2 separate regions of the Mustela erminea genome follow, and region 2 is linked to region 1. Evidence: chromatin contacts called from public Hi-C data. All regions are on one chromosome and are shown on one strand. Each heading gives the region's core, a stretch centred on a gene start, on an enhancer-like site or on the middle of the called end of the contact. The rest is flanking DNA. Distances are from core to core; before and after follow the strand shown. Region 1 holds the start of TMX3 (protein disulfide-isomerase TMX3). Region 2 holds the start of DSEL (dermatan-sulfate epimerase-like protein).

Region 1 (4,980 bases), core at 423-2,922:
ATGCATGTGAGCCTGGCTAGCCTCGGGGCCTGGGTCTATGATTACAACTCCCTCCAGAGACTGCAATGCACTAGCTGTGCACCAAGTCTGCTGTGGGGAGAGCAGCTTCCCCTCAAGGCCTGCCAGGAAAAGCCTTGCAGTTACCTATGATCAGGCCCGAAAGATCACACATAGGATCATGGTCTGTCTGGAACAGGACTCCTCACCCACCTACCTACTATAAGCAAGAGTTTCTGACTAATGCTATGGTACTATAAAAACAAATACACAGTATGATTACTAAATTCCAGCACCTACTCAATCGTGATATAAGGAGAAAAGCTAACAAATACAACGAAAAATGATAAAACAGAAGATAGAACCGTCAGTAAACTCTACTGAGTACAGCCCCACTTTGTACATCTATAATAGCACTCAGGACAACTTCTGAAACAAAATCAGTGCCATATGAACACCAGTCACTAAGGTTTCTATCATTAAAATAGATTCATGGAAATATGTAGAGAACTCCAGAGTTTAAAACAGTTAAGATACCATTTAAAATACATATATACTTACGATTCATCTAAATCTTCTACAAATCCTTTGCAGAAAGCCATATCGAGTAAGAAAACTGAAAAAAAGGGAAAAAGGACAAAATGTTTACAGTAAGTGCTGATTTACTGTTTCACACTACATGCTTAGTCATCTATAAAATGTTTCTGATTTTTTACAGTCTACCATAAAATCCATCACTGATCCATCCCAAGGCACGAACAATGCCCAAGCATATGTAGTCCATTGCTCTCCTATTCAGTCTGCAGGCACCCAGGCTGTGACCCGCAAGGTGTGGGCTAGTAAATCTGAAACACACAGGTTCTCTTTCCACATAATTTCACTCTCATCATTTTTTTTTCCTTTTTCCAGTCCATCTTTTGTTTTTTTTTTTACACAGAAATCATTCTTCTTTATTTCTCCAGAAGTAGTTCTCTCCTCCTCTGTGTAAACTCCAACTGCACATTCAAAACACTATGTTTTATTTATTTACTTATTTATTTTTCAACTTCATAGGTAGAAGCAAAACTGAGCGACATCTCTAACACTAACAGTTCTCACAGCCCGGCACACAGGGGGAACCAAAAGGCCGCGGAGGAAGTGAGCACAAGACCGTGAGGACCAGGGCATTCGACGCGGGCAAGAGGAGGCTGGGGAAGGCCACCACCTACTCTGATCACTTCTCCCACCGCACGGTCCGGCGACCTGATCATGACCTGTCCTTGGCCATACCCCTCGGTGGGTAAAAATTCTTCGGGCGTGCCAAGAGTCAGAACCTACAGCCAAAGCAAGGTCTGGCCACCAGCTCGGCTGGTGGAGCCTTCACGCCTGTGAATGGAGCCAGCGCCGCTGAAACTTCCTGCCACACCGAGCAGAGAATCAAACGGAAGACAGGCGCATCCTTTTCTGGCCCTGGTCCCCGGCACACCCGCGTTAGGGGAAGGACCCAGAAGCCGGGTATATTTCGGAGGATCCCAGAGCCTCTCCGAAAGCTGGCGGGAGACCCGTCCAGGCCCGACCCCACCCGGGAGAGGGTCCCCGCGCGCGCCCGTCCCATCGCCCCCACTCCCATCGCCCCCGGGCGGCCCTTACCTGTGGCGCAGAGCCGCAGGCCGGCGCTGCGTCTCCCAGCGGCCATGCCTGCTCCAGGAGAGCCGCAAAAACCACGGAAAAGAGCGAGAAAAAAGCCGGCGGCCGCTACTTGCCCTCCCGGAAAGGGAAGCTGCCCGTGGGCGCGCAGATGGGAAGCCCGGCGCAGAGGGCGGGGGCGGGGCAGGCCGGCCTCCGCCACCCTCCGCCACCCTCTCAGGACCCCTCCGGCCTCCGCCTCTGGGCATGCGCACAAGTGCGGCGCATGCGTGGAACTTGGGCGCTTGCGCAGTCGTGCCTTCAAAGTCCGTGTGCTTCCCGCTGCCTTCGGGAGCGTGGGAACCTCGCGAGTGGGCGGCTTCCTGCGGGGGCGGAGCGCCGTACGGCGTTGGGGGCGTTTCCGGAAGTTAGATCCCCGCTAAATTTAGAGGAAAGTGAGATACCCTCCAATGCGGCTGGAAGTTGAGTTCTGCCGGGGCTTTCGCTTGCAGCCTCTGTGCCGCGAGCGATCGGGTTCGGGAGAAGAGGTGCGTGTCTGCGTGTGTCGAGCGGTGGAGGCTACGGATGGTGAAGCTCGTGTCTTTTTTGGAATCTTCTTTGACCCTGTTTGCGAAATGGGAATTCTGCTCTGGTAGTGAGCTCTGTCAGTGCGTTTTTGCCAACTAAAGGAGTCCTGTCTTAAAAACTGTTTCTCTTGGAACCCGAAAAAGTGAAGTTGATTATAAAATACAAGTTTTTGATGATTCGTTCCTACTTTTTGATTCCTTTTGATAAGAGTAAAATACTATAAAATATTTGCTATCTTCACCTACACAACACAGAATATTTATAAAAGTGGTATATTTTTATAAGGTGATGCCTGCTGCGATCACCACATCTGATTTAGGTGACATTTTTATAGGACCCCAAATATCAGAAGATTTAGATTAAGTCAATTATCGAACATGTGTTAGGAGAACAGAAATGGATTATGATGTCAGCCAGGTCATCGTGGCTTCAAAATTCCAACAGGAGGAGATCTCCGAAAACTCTCCCTAATGACCAGAAGGTTGAATTATGATCTGATTAAGAGCAATCCCTAGATTTCACCCATTTAGTGCATACAGCTTAGTATCCATTGTGTGCCTTCAACAGATTTAAACATTTTTTTAATTGCGTGTCTAGTCTATTTTGAGTTTAATGTGCATAAATATTTAATCCTCCTCCAGGTTCCCAAAGTAGGAATTACTTAGATCCAGGGGCTTGGAAAAGGTAATTTACCTAATAGCTCCAAATGATGGAATTGCCATTTGAAACAGCTTCAGACTCCACAGCTGCTGTTTTTCTAACCCAACACTGCCTCCCAGATCTCTTTTCTGCTTTAGAATGCTCTCCCTCCCTTTTTCTCCGGCTTTCAGTCACCCTATTGTGGCTAATGTTACAAATGTTTGATCAGCCAATTTCCCTCGGAGTTATGCTGGGTTCTTCCTAATTAAGAAAGGTATTAACTGTATGATTTTATGTGCATAAGTTTAAAATCAGGGAAATTAATAGTGTTAGAAGGCAGGGGTAGGTGCAGGTAATGTTTTCTTTCTTGATCTGAACCCTACTACACAGATTGGTTCACTTTGTGAAAATGCATTGAGCTCTGCCCCTGCAGTGTGCGTACTTTCTGTATATATACTCTAATGATGAAGGTTTAAGAGTAAATATAGCTATATACTTTTTTTTTTTAAGATTTTCATTATATGGTGTTAAAAAGTGCTTCTCAGATTGTACTGAGCATCGTTTACCTGGAGTACTTGATAAAACACAGTTTCTGAGTACTCCTTTCAGAATCTGGCCAGTAGGTCTGGATTTGCATTTCTCACAAGTTCCCAAGGTGATACTGTTGCTCTGGCCTGAAGATCTCATTTATTGTTGAAGGAAAATAAATCCAGAAAATGCCATTCATTTTTAGATTGCTTTGTGTACAATACCTAAGGTGAAAAAAGATCTAGAAATAAAATCAAGGGGTTTTTATAGTAGTTATTTTTCCTTGGTGACATGTAATAAATAGTTTTATTGTTAGTATTAAATGACACTTTAAAAAAGTCTCCGTTTTAATTGAAAATTTGGTAAATATTGGATACAACCCACATTAAAGAAAGGTCTCTGGAGTTCTTAATGTATTTTTAAGAGTTTACAGAGGTCCTTAGAATACAAGTTTGAGAACAAAGTGGGCACTTATAGAACTCTGCATTAAATAAGCAGGGGATGCATAATGTAGCATACATTGATGAAAATTACAGACCTAGCATATCATAAAGTAAGTTTCAACAGATTGAAAAAAAGTGGTATTAGTTTTTTTTTTTTTTTTAAGATTTTATTTGTTAGAGAGAGAATAAGCAGGGAAGCCACAGGCAGAGGGAGAAGCAGGCTCGGTGCTGAGCAAGGTACCTTATGTGAGACTTAATCCCAGATCCCTGAGATCATGACCCAAGCCAAAGGCAGACACTTAACCAACTGAGCCATCCAAGCGCCCCATCAGTGTGTTTTCTGACCACACCACAGTAAGATTATAAATCTATAAAAGATAAAAATATCCCCTAAATCTGGAAATTTAAAAACACTTATAAATAACATCTCTATAAAAAGTAATAGAAATTAAAATATGCTTAGAAGTGAACCAAAAATTCTCTTAAAATTATAGGTTGCAGCAAAATCTGTGTAGAGAAATTTATAGATGTGAATATCTTTTTATTTTAGAAAGAAAAAAAATGAAAATTAGTTATTCTCTTTAAGAAGTAGATGAAAAGACTTTAGAAGAAGAATGGCACAAAACATACGCAAGGATGTTTGTTTTATTTGCCAAAAACTGCACTGAGAGCATGGCATGAACAAAAGGGACCCTGGTACAGTTTACTTCCTAGTAGGTTGTAAGAGTTAACAACTTATAAGGCTTATATATTGAATTAGGTGGTGTTCTAAATGCTTTATATGTTAACTCATTCAGAGAGGGAAAAAGAAAAAGTTATAGTAGACTCAAAAGAGGTCCCAAAGTGTGTTTTTGAAGCAAGCAATAAAATGGACAAATTTCTTGTTTTAGTGAATCTTGGAAGAGCACATGAGAAAGAATGAGGAAATGAGAAAACACCTAACACATCCAGAAATCAGAGCCACCTTCCAAGAGCCAGGCTGAATCATCCTTCAAGTCCAGAGGAGGGGAAGCCAGCTCAAGGGGAACCAATTCAGGTAAGAGAATGCCTGTACACTCTCATGTTCCCTTTCTATATTCTGACCCTTGAAGCATAAAGCCCAAGTTCACTCACGTGGAAAGACAAAAAAGAAAGTGAATCAAGACTCCCAGTCCCACTGCAAATTTCCAGCCTAAAACAA
Region 2 (5,465 bases), core at 1,384-3,883, 930 kb before region 1:
GACAATGTGATTCAACAGAAACATCGTCTTTTCCATCACATCTACTACAGCCTGTTTCCATATGTTTGCTTTAGATCCTTTATCTACCCCAGTCACCAAAGCCCCAGTGAGTAACGCTATCATGTTAGTAGCCTGGTGATTATGGAGAAGTTGTTTGCCCCATGAACGGACCTTGGAATACTCATACATTTCCTCTGTAACAGCCCATATTTTTTCCAGGTACTTTTGTCTTCGATGATCATCCAGTAGGTTATACAAAAAGTCAAAGGCAGTGGCAAAACCTGTTAAGGAATGGCCAACGGGAACCTCATCCCCTGGTGCATTTTCAACCAGCCAGTCTTTGTAGCCAACCATCCTGTCCATATATTCCAAGACAAACTCAAAGGCAACTTTGTCTTCCGGACATAACAAACAGTACAATGCTAAAGGAGGCAGATTGTTACCATAAATCTCATTCCACTTGGCAGCAAAATCAGCATGCTTGGGTGGAGGTAGGTAGTATGTGGGGTTGGACAGCATAACTGTGACTGCACTTCTGATAGCTCTAAAGAGATGCAAATGGCTTGTACGGGACTTCTGTCTCATTGCCTGGATTTCTCCAGCATCGAAATACAAACTTGGATGAAGCACACTTTTTTTCAGCTTTTGATGGGGTTCGAAATCTTGCACTTTCTGTGTCTTAAACTGATCTATATCATCTGTGAAAACTGCCCAGTCAGAGTAATTGCTCACAGATTCCTCAAAAGTAGAGAAAGCAAACATCACTAATGCTAAAAACAAGAAATGTCCTGTAAACATTAACGCCATGATCCATCGGGGAGCTCCTTCCTTAGGCATACATGTCAAAAACAGTGCTCAATGTATTTCCCTCTGCCTGGAATAAAACATACATTTAAGGCCTTTAACACAAAGACTATAAATCATATGTACTGTGAAATCCAGCTGACGCTCGGTTCATTCAAAGCAAGCTGAGTTGCCAAAAAGAGAAAACTTATACTGTCTGTGTCCCTGACACAGATCTGCTTCCAATAAAACTTCAAGGAATGTTAAAACCTGTATAATGTTTCTGTATCACATAGCAAACAGTGGTATAGTCAAACATACTAGAAATTCAGGATTTACTTCATTTACACAAATCTATCTAACATGAAGAGTCAAAACACACAGTATTAAAAAAAAAAAAAAAGAAAAGAAAAAGAGTAAACACTCCAGAATCTGAATTAAAAAGTTGTTCCTAGGGTAGGAAACCATCTCTAGTTATAAAAGTCACCCACATGTACGATGCTTGTGCCAGTTTGCCCAAAGGAGCTCATGATGTACTGAAATTCTTGAAGTCGACTTGGTTGTTATCTCCTTCCACTTTTTACACTTTTGCTTTGAAAATTTTTTCTTCTTCCATTTTTGGGAAAAGAACATCCTCAACAAGTGTTCAAAGTCCTACTTGGCTATAAAAAATCAAAATTTCTGCCCTCATTCCAAATCTGTCTTGTTCAGGCTTACTTACTCATCACCCATTACGACCCAGAGAAAGCATTTTCATGTCTTCTTTTATCAGCTTCATCTGTACAACTACAAGAATCTAATCTCTTCAGCCACCTAGGTACTTTTTTTCCAATCATGAAGTAGCCACCAACTGGGAGAGAAAACTCCCGATTCACCAAGAGGGACGGTTCTTTTCTGTTCCTTTTTCATGACACTCCTTTCTAGAGGAAAAACAAAAAGAAATTCTCTGAGGCTACGGAAATGCCGGAAGTGGACATGAACTGATGACTTACATGTTCTACAATCTCTTGACAAAAATTTTAGAATCACAATAAAATCTGTAACTGAATACCATCTAAGTTAGCTCAAGTGATCCTTTTTTTTTTCTTACACTTTTAAATGGACAGATTAGGAGAACAATGAATGGCGGCAGATGACAAGCAGCTACAAATGCAACTTTCCTGCAGCATTTATTTTAACTGTGGCTTGCTTGACTCCTTTAACGTGTTTTTATTCAAGGGCGGTTAAACAAAGATGAGATTCCTGCTATCATTCTCGTTGATTTGGTGGCAAAGAACTCAGGGACAAAGAGCAGAGGTTGAAAAGACCTTTTCTGATTCCGGTTAAGGGATTCGCTTTATGGGATCAAAAGGCACCTTGTATGGGAAACTACCGCGACCAGTCACGGTTCTCAAAGGGGACATGATGGCCACGCGTGGGAGCAAGCAAGCGGCGCTCCGACCTCACCTGCGGCCTCGGCGTCCGTCCTCACGAGAGGCCACCAGAGGGAGCTCAGACCCAGACTAAGGTGCAGCGTCGCCTCTGCCCGTCCTCGGGTTTGAAGAGCCTCACCAAGTTTCAGTCTTGGACAAGTCTCCTCTCCGTAGGAAACATCAACGCTGGAGTTTCCTGAACCGCCCCGCCTGTTGCATTTTTTTTTTCGTTCGCCTCCTCGAACCTACGAACGTGCCGCTCCCGGCCTTCGCTCCCCAGCCTCGACCTCTGGCCGTGGTTTGGGGACAACGACCCCTAAATGGCCAAGTCCGCTTACCTTCCGCAGATGTGGACAGGGTCTCCCGGCTGCGCTGGGCCCAGGGAGGAGGAGGTGGAGAGTTGCAGAAAACTGCTCCGCACAGGGAGCCTGGCCGCGCCGCCCCCCGCAGGGCTCCCCGCGCCCGGGGCACGGCACCCCCCGCCCCCCGCGCTCCAACAGGCTGCGGCCCCACGCTTGTCCCCCGCCCCGCGCCGCGAGGACACGCCCGCCCTCGGGGATCGCCGGACGCTCCAGGCAGCCCGGCACCGCGGAAGGCAGATCCGCGCGCGATGGGCGCTTTCGCGGGCGCTGAGTCCAGCGGAGCGCTGGGGTCCCCAGGCCGCGACGCTGCCGCGATGCCGCCGCGGCCGCCGCTCCTCCGTGCCAGCTCCGGCCGCGCGGCCCGGGGAGGGCGAGAGACAGCGATGCGGGCCGGGGGCGGGGCGGGAACGAGACGGGGGCGGAGCCGGGGCGGGGCCTCAGGCCCGGGAAGGCGGCGGGTGGGGAGGCGAGGGATGGGCGGGGCGGGAGCGAGACGGAGGCGGGGCGGGAGCAAGACGGAGGCGGGGTCATGGGCGGGGCCTCGGGACCCGGGAGCGAGACAGACTGTGACCCGAGCCGAAGGCGGGGCGGGAACGAGGTGTGGGCGGGGCCTTAGGCCCGCGGCGCTGTAGGGAGAGGACAGACCGCGATTCGGGAAGCCGGGAGGGAGGGCGGGGCCAGGGACGCGCCAAACGCCCCATCCCGGGATCCCAAAGCGAGTCTGTGGCTGTCTCCAGCAGCGCGAGTGCGGGCTGCGGCGGGGAGGGGGACATTTAGAAGCGCAGTTGTCTAAAGACCTGCCTGGGTCCTGCAGATATTTATCCTTTGGTCATCCGAGGGCGGACGGGCGGGCTGGGGCGGGGGGCGGAGAGAGTTTCGGGGCGTGATACAAATACCGGGGGAAGCGGGAACAGGCGGGGTCACGCTGTGGGATGTCAGGAATTACCCTTAGCACGAGCAGCGGGTGAGGACAGCAGGAAAGACAGGCAGCTTGGCCGAGGTTGCTGTCACTTAGAAAGACAACGTCGATTCACCAGGTTAATATGGGATGACTTCAGAGCTCCGATGCTAAAGATCAGAGGAAAGCAAAAAGGATAATCCGTTTTATGGATTGAAATCATTTATCTGGCAGTATAAATCTGAAACGGTGTGGGACAAACGAGTGGAAGGAATCTTTTTCTCATTAAAGAAATGGGAAGCGAAATTCGGTGAAGACCCACAAACGGGAGACAGCGTCTCAGTCGCTGTGACGCCGGCGGGGTGCAGCTCCAGGGTTCGGATTTGCTAGAGCAGCAGTGAATCCTGTTGTACTGGACATTGGGAATTTCTCGCAGATAATCTGAAATTCCGCTTCCTCTTGAGCCTACAGGGTCTGACGTCAACTATCACAGTGATATCGTAATCATAGAAATCCAGTGAAACATCAAACCTCCCAAACGAACAGCCCATCGGTTGGGGATTGGTCATAGCTTCATTTTCCTCCAACTCCATTCCATTTTGGTAAAATGGACAGATCCGTCCGTTAAGAAAGGAGCAACCTTGCTTAGATCACTTCTTGGTAGAACTGAATGGTAGACCATAACTAGCAGAAGACATTTCAAGTAACTTACCTTGGAGGTGAAATGTGGCTTTTACCTCATGACTCTTCCACTTTGTCAACTTCGGAACTCTACCCCCCCCCCCCACCCAAATGGCCAAACTTGCTTTTGCTTTGGTCCTCCTGTAACTATGCTTATACCATTCTGTTTCCTGTGGTATCCTCTGCCCAGCGAACCTCAGTTCTTTCATCATCTTGTGTCAGCGCAGATGCTTCAATTTCTCTGTAAATACCTCTTAGGTTTCCCTAGTAAGAATGAATTATTCCAGTACTCTATGATTTGTATCTGTATTCAGTCTTTAGATCATTTGTTTTGTGCTTAATATTTCACCTGACTCCTGCGCTCTCTTCAAAGTTCCTCAAGTCGTTAGCAGTTTCTCAATCCCTCTGTAAGCACTGCGTGTGCTTTTGAGATGAGCTGGACCTTTAACAGTTGGGTTCCCATAGAACATTCCCTCTGCCGCTGACGTTCATTCTCAAGCAAGGGTTCTCCTTTGAATTCCCAAGTACAGAAATTCCTCCAGAAGTGTCTGGATGTCCCTTAGGGGACCCAGTGTGGCTTCTAGCCTCATGAGAGTTGGGGGAAAGAGGAGCCCAAATGCAGAGATTCCTGTAACTTTTTCATAAAGGAGCTTTGGAAACTGCCAAGGAATTAGTGTTAGTAAACACAGTGAGGAAATATGCAGACCCTTTCTCAGAACAAAACATGTGGTGGGGGTTCTTTCATTCTGTGGATCCAAAGTTCCTCATGATGCCAGGGCAAAGTGAATCATGGAGAATTCTTCTGAGCTTTACCATCTACTAGGCAAATAGTTAAACTTACCTCCGATTTTTTTTCAGGTTTATTCACATCAGTATGATCATTTCCACTTTGTAGTGAATGAATTAGGGACAGACATTGTGGTCTTTCAGTTTTACCCCACATATCTTCACTGAAGCAGGATGCACCTAACTTCTCAGTATTTCCAGATGAGCTTTCAGGTTAATTCATTTTGAACAGGCATCATCTCCCAGTTGGGAGTGTGTTGAGATAAATAAGGACTATTGCTAAACAATTCAAATCATTGGCAGAAGGGGTGATAGGTAAATGGCACTATGCAGAATAAATACAGTCTTGTTTCCTGTGGACAAAAAAAATGGATAGCTCCAAATACTGCTTCTTCCACACATGAAGATGTTACAAAGTTAGTTAATTATAAATAACACACCCAACCATAGAAGAGATGAGCTATATGTTACGTTATTGCACATTAAAAACCTTTATGAGTGTGGCAAGAGACACGTATGCCAACAGCTGCTAAATTCAGAATC

Evidence for each region. Hi-C and Micro-C count contacts between places; a contact is called where the count stands out from the background.
Region 2: a contact with region 1 is called in a Hi-C map of fibroblasts, with 4 times the contacts expected there. The contact joins the promoter of DSEL here to the promoter of TMX3 in region 1. A contact is called at or near these places in 3 of 3 Hi-C or Micro-C datasets (fibroblasts, skeletal muscle and spleen).

What each region holds. Positions count from the first base shown.
Region 1 is chr13:8,758,275-8,763,254 of mMusErm1.Pri, reverse strand. It overlaps TMX3 (protein disulfide-isomerase TMX3), which reads right to left and starts at 1,672. Exons shown (of 16, transcript XM_032311204.1): 1 at 1,627-1,672; 2 at 559-613. The coding sequence starts at 1,672. It overlaps LOC116572315 (neural Wiskott-Aldrich syndrome protein-like), which reads left to right and starts at 1,323. Exons shown (of 5, transcript XR_004278221.1): 1 at 1,323-2,150; 2 at 4,691-4,836.
Region 2 is chr13:9,687,751-9,693,215 of mMusErm1.Pri, reverse strand. DSEL (dermatan-sulfate epimerase-like protein) reads right to left here and starts at 2,633. Exons shown (of 3, transcript XM_032310350.1): 1 at 2,534-2,633; 2 at 1-1,703. The coding sequence starts at 837.